Regions from separate parts of the Mus musculus genome. Here region 1 is linked to region 2. Evidence: chromatin contacts called from public promoter capture Hi-C data. All regions are on one chromosome and are shown on one strand. Each heading gives the region's core, a stretch centred on a gene start, on an enhancer-like site or on the middle of the called end of the contact. The rest is flanking DNA. Distances are from core to core; before and after follow the strand shown.

What was found. Promoter capture Hi-C pulls out the DNA fragments that hold promoters and counts their contacts.
Region 1: a contact with region 2 is called in a promoter capture Hi-C map of pre-B cells, with 2.4 times the contacts expected there. The contact joins the promoter of Capn2 here to the promoter of Itpkb in region 2. A contact is called at or near these places in 2 of 39 promoter capture datasets (hippocampal neurons and pre-B cells).

Annotation. Positions count from the first base shown.
Region 1 is chr1:182,516,209-182,518,908 of GRCm38.p6, reverse strand. Capn2 (calpain 2) reads left to right here and starts at 1,299. Exons shown (of 21, transcript NM_009794.4): 1 at 1,299-1,791. The coding sequence starts at 1,555.
Region 2 is chr1:180,328,977-180,331,745 of GRCm38.p6, reverse strand. It overlaps Itpkb (inositol 1,4,5-trisphosphate 3-kinase B), which reads right to left and starts at 1,270. Exons shown (of 8, transcript NM_001081175.1): 1 at 967-1,270. It also overlaps the pseudogene Gm5069.

The DNA of each region.
Region 1 (2,700 bases), core at 50-2,549, 2.2 Mb before region 2:
CTGATTTCCTTTGGCCCCACCCTGATTTTTTCTGGGCTCAGGATTCAAAAGGGAAGTGGGGGAAGATCCCAGACACCTGCCATGCCCAGGAGAGAATAGTGAGGTAGCAGTATCAACAGACAAGCCCTGGCTTTGCCACAGGGAGACAGACACTTTGATTCTTCCAGGAACAGTCATTTGCATATCACTGATATTTCAAGTTGCTACAATTTCCTGCAACTGACAGAGTTACAAACTATCTCAGAAACCATCAATGCTGAACCAAGATGAGGTTCAAACCAGGGTTTCTCAGCCTGGCACAGAGATCTTTCAGACTGCACTTTTCTTCCTGTTCTCTCTGTAGAGGGATGCCCTCCGCCCGACCATCCTTTAGTAGCACCTGGCTTCCACCCAGTAGAGGCCAGGAGCCTCCTTTGTCCCAGTTGTGACAATATGAGGAAAGTCTGCAGTTAGGGTCAAAAACCTTTAGGGTCACATTGGTGCGTGCGGGTTGCTTCCAGTTGAGAACCCGTGCTTTAAACCATTCATAGCACAAGCCCGCCCAGTTCTGTGTGTGTGAGTGGCAGCGAAAACTTTCATTGGACAGAGCGGTGGTACAGGCCACCAACAGGGGCTCTGTTCTAAATGGTGTCCCAGCAGCAACTCAATAAATCATCCCAGGTAAATCTGAGTTTTAGATAAGCATCACATTATTATTCTAACACAGGTTTGCCTCGGGTGATATTTGAGGGCTACGTATGCTAAAACCACACAATCCCCCAGCCCCTTTTCTTGAAATTTAGATTTAACAAGCATGGATTGTTTTGTTTTGTTTTTTTGTTTTTTTGTTTTTTGTTTTTGTCAAATTGTACAGCCCTACTTATGCACAAATAAGTAACTGCAGAGGCCCTGGGACCCTAAAATTCCTGTCTTGCTTTAATTTGTAGGGGTTACATCTTTGAACTTCTTTGGAGCTCAGTTTCTCATCTGTAAGATGGACACACCAGTAGCCATTTCTCACAAATTTGGGGGTGGTAGGTAACATGTGTGCCCAGAGCCTGCAGAGCTCTCTTTCGATCCTGAGCCCAATGAGTGGCAACTGGCTTAGTCGCCGCGCTCCCTCCCTCATCCGCTCCTGACTCATCCGATGTTTTCTGGACAGTCATTGCTGAGTTTCGCCCAGCCTTACTCCCCAATGGCTGGGGTTTGACAACTTCGCTCCCCAACTTGCGATTGTCGTCCCCCCAACACCCCCCGCTCGCCCTCCCCACCGGGCCGCGCCATCCCGAGAGCCGTCCGAAGGTGGCAGCATCGGCCCCGTAGTCCTCACGGTCGGGCTGGCACTGTGCAGGTCGCCGGCGAGCCGCGTCCGGAGCCCGGCGCCGAGCAGGCCTGGGGAGGCGGAGGCCACACCCCGCGCACGGCCCAGGCGCTTCCCGCCGGTGAATCATCCCCGCAGCAGCGGCTCCCGCAGTCCGCTGCAGCGCCCCGGGCCCGGCCGCGCCCCAGCCGAGTGCCGTGCCCCGCCTCTCCGCGACCCCTTTCTCCGTGCAGTGCGCCAACCGGATCGCTACCATGGCGGGCATCGCGATAAAGCTGGCCAAGGACCGCGAAGCGGCCGAGGGGCTGGGGTCGCATGAGAGAGCCATCAAGTACCTCAACCAGGACTACGAGACGCTGCGGAACGAGTGCCTGGAGGCCGGGGCGCTCTTCCAGGATCCTTCCTTCCCCGCCCTGCCGTCATCCTTGGGCTATAAGGAGTTGGGGCCCTACTCCAGCAAAACTCGGGGCATCGAATGGAAGCGGCCCACGGTAGGAAGCGCGAGGGGAACAGGCAGGGCCGGCAGGGCCTGGAAGGGCACTCGGGGTTCCGGGAGGCTGCAAGTCCCTGGCTCCCCGGCTCGGTAGTCCCTGCTTAGTAGTGCTCCGCGATTGCTGCTAAGGGGACTCCCTATGCAGACTGAGGCCCAGCCAGTGGACCTGCCCCAAGCTGCGCGCAGAGCGCTTCGCAGGACAGGACCCCAAATCCCATTAGTGGACACGCCCTGGAGGCTGCCTTCGGCTTCACAAAGCCGCAGGGACACAGGGCCGCTGGGGTGAAACTTTTACTGGACTCTAGTGGTGATCTGAGTGAGGGTGGAGACACTGCTCGGCAGTAGGGGTGGGGGTGGGGATATCAGAGTAGGATAGAAGACTCGGGACTGCTGGGTGGGTGGGGGCAAGGGGTGGGCACAGCCTGGCTCTGGCTGACAAAGGTGGTCACAAGTACATGTGGCACTTGTAAATGCAAGTACATGTATTTATCCAGCGTGGGTTTTGTCTGGCTCTCAAAGTGCAGTTAGAGGACTCTTTAACTTAAAGAACTGAAGGGTAGCTTAAAGAATCGATGGGCTCCAATGATTCTGTTACTCATTATTTTGCTGACCTAGAGTCCTCACCCGGAAACCTCTGCTCAACTCCTAGATACTCCTGTCCTAACCCTCAGAGTCTCTGCCCTTAAGCCCTTCCCGTTCCCTTGTGGTTTCAATCGCCAGTGGATGCCCATGGGACCCTCACTTGACTTTTCCCAGGAACTGAGAGGAAGTCTAAACTTCTAGATTCCTGTTAGGACAATGGACATTCATACCCTGCTTCTATCCTCTTGGTTCCCCCAGGCTGCTTTTGTTACTGAGTCTAGTCTGAAAGTACCAGAGACTAGCGGGGGTATAGCTCAGTTGGTAG
Region 2 (2,769 bases), core at 21-2,520:
GAGCAAACACCGGCTATCGAGGATGACAGGCAACCCTGCTCCACCCTCTCAGGACATCAGAGGCCAAGTCACAGGGAACCTGACCCGGACCTGCCTTCCCCAAACCGCTGCTGGAGCCGAGACCTGGAAGGGGACTTGTGTGCCCACCGTTTTCTTTCTGATCCTGGTCTGGGGCTATGCCTCTCGGCCTATGAAAGGCCGGGAAGAGCGCGGGGGTGGGTGGGGGTGGGGCAGTCCAGGCACTTTTCAGCACTAGCCTTGATGTCTGTCTGTCTCCAAACAAGTGTGTTTTGTGAATGTGGGCACGCGTGCGCGCCAGGGAGCAAACTCTGCAGTATCCAGCACTGGAATCAATCCTGGTGGCTCCCTACTGTCCCCTCAGACCCTGCAGCGAGTGTGTGTGTGTGTGTGTGTGTGTGTGTGTGTGTGTGTGTGTTTGGGAGAGGGGATGCATGTCCGCAGCTACTCAGCCCTGCGCGCATCCTGTTAGCGAGGACCCAGCTGCCCCCTCCGGGACCCACACCCCTCGGAGGAACTCTGGGCTTGCTTGCACAGTTGCAGCCCGGAGGCCTTCTAATTGTGCAGGCCTGAGAATTTGCAGCCCTTCGGGGTCCCGCAAGCTAAGCCCCGGAGCAGCGCGGCCGGCCGAGGGCAGGGCCTCGCGCATCCCGGGCAGCCTCGCCTGGCGCCAGGGGAGCCGCCGGGCAAGCCGAGCCCCAGACGCCCGCAGCGCGCCGGGGAGGTGGTGGCGGCGCAGCGGCCCGGAAGGCGATGGGAAAGTCGAATCGCCTCCTCTGCCCCCAAGGCCACGCCACGCTACCGTCCCAAATCAGCCTCCCTTCTCCGTCGTTCTAGCCCTCACCTCCGTGCTGTGCTCGGACCCCGGAACACCCAGAGGAACCCCAGCACAGATGGAGCGGAAAGAGGGTTCAGAGACGAGGGCCAGGAAGGAGCCGCCACGCTTACCTGCAATTGCTCAGACTTCCAGGTCCCGTGCAGGCGACATGCCCCGGGGACTCCGGGCTCGTACAGACCAAGTGGCTTAAAGTTTTTTTAAAAAAATAAAAAAGCTCCCAAAGGGTTTCCGCAACAACTTATGGAAGACGGAAAAAGTGGGGTGCAACGAAGCTGAATGTACCGGCGCAGGGACTAGGCGATCCCGGAGGGGACACCGCCAGGCCGACCCTGCGTTGCTCTGTGCTTGGTTGGAGACACTACCGCTGTCAGCGTCTGCTCCCTGCTACTTCAGTGTTTGTTCAATGTAAGATTTAAAAAAAAAAAAAAAAGTTGGGGGTTGAGGGAGGAGGCAGAGAGGCGGGGGCTTGGGGGAGGAAAGCAGGAAGGAAGTTGTGAGCCTGTCTGGGGTTGAACTCAGCGGAACAAGTTTTTCTTTTCTTCTTTTTTTTTTTTTTTTCTATTGCTTGGCAAACCGAGGGAGGGAAACACTTAAAAAAAAAGTTTCCATTGTTAGCTAACAAAAAAAAAAAAAAAAAAAAAAAAGACTTTAACTTCTGCGGGTTAAAGATATACGATTTATTTTCCATCCCTCGACCAAGGTTTGCTGGTGTCTAGTTTTATGAAGCTACGTTTGAAAACTGTTTTTAATAAAATTTTGAGTGTGCTAAACAAAGCTGCTGGGGGGGGGATTTTTCTAGCATCGAAAGAGGGGTAATATTCTGCCTAAGCAGAGGGTGTACTTGTACTACAATAGGCAACTTTTTACAAGGTATATTGCATATATTGCAGGGCATTTCCTTGCACAGTTTTAGGTTTTAATGCACCATGGTAGAATTTTGGAAGACTGGTTGGACTGTGAGCTGCTGAGTGTCTTGTAGGCTAGATGTGTGAAGGAGCTCTGCATTAAGCAGTTATCTATAAACGCACACAGAGGCTGTGCTGTTCGCGTATTTTTGCACTCAACTCTCAAAAAGTTATTTTAAGAAAAAGCATAGTCCTGGGGCTGAGGCCCGATCAATGTCTTCAACCACTTGCTCAGTCTCCTGTGAATTTACTCCTGCGTTTTCAAGGGTTCTACTCTACCCTCAAATAAAGGGGGGGGGGCACCAGGCAACACTGGAGGGCGGGGGACACTCCCTGCCCCCATACACACACACTTAAGCCCCACCCGGCACTGCAAGCCTGTTTTGCATAATTCCCTAAATCTTAAACTCTAGCGTTTAGTGGAAACAGGGAACACAGCTGCGAGGTTTAGGAGATTTAAGAATCCTAAGCTTGTATCCGCCCATATATCCTGATTAGCCAAACCTCGGATGGAAAACCTGACCGCCTGTAGCAAGCAGACAGCTTACTTGTTTATGTAACAATACCGTTGAAGTGAGCAAAGCAACCTGCAGCTTGGTCAGGAAAAGACTCAAGCAAATTTGAAACCAAGAGCCCTTCCAGCCAAGAATTCCTGGAATCGGACAAGTCCTTTCTGGTTTTGTTTTGTTTTGTTTTTGTTTTATTTTTTATTTTTTTTAACATACCCTGGAAGGCTTGAATCTGGTTTCCCTCTCACCCTCAATGGGGCTGAATAAAGATGCCTGTCCTGTGTGTGTTCTAGTATTACCGTGAGACAAAGAAGCCACCTCTATCTAGACTCCCTCCTTTGGTCCCTAGTGGCAAGAAGAGGAGTTACTCAAGCTATGAAGTCTAATCTGAGAGGTGATAAATGCCTCAGTAGAAGCAACTGAAGAGCCTAGCAAAGCTCCCACAAATCTCTACCTTGCCGGCCCCTGAGAAGCTGTTCCTAGTTGCTATTGTCTCTTG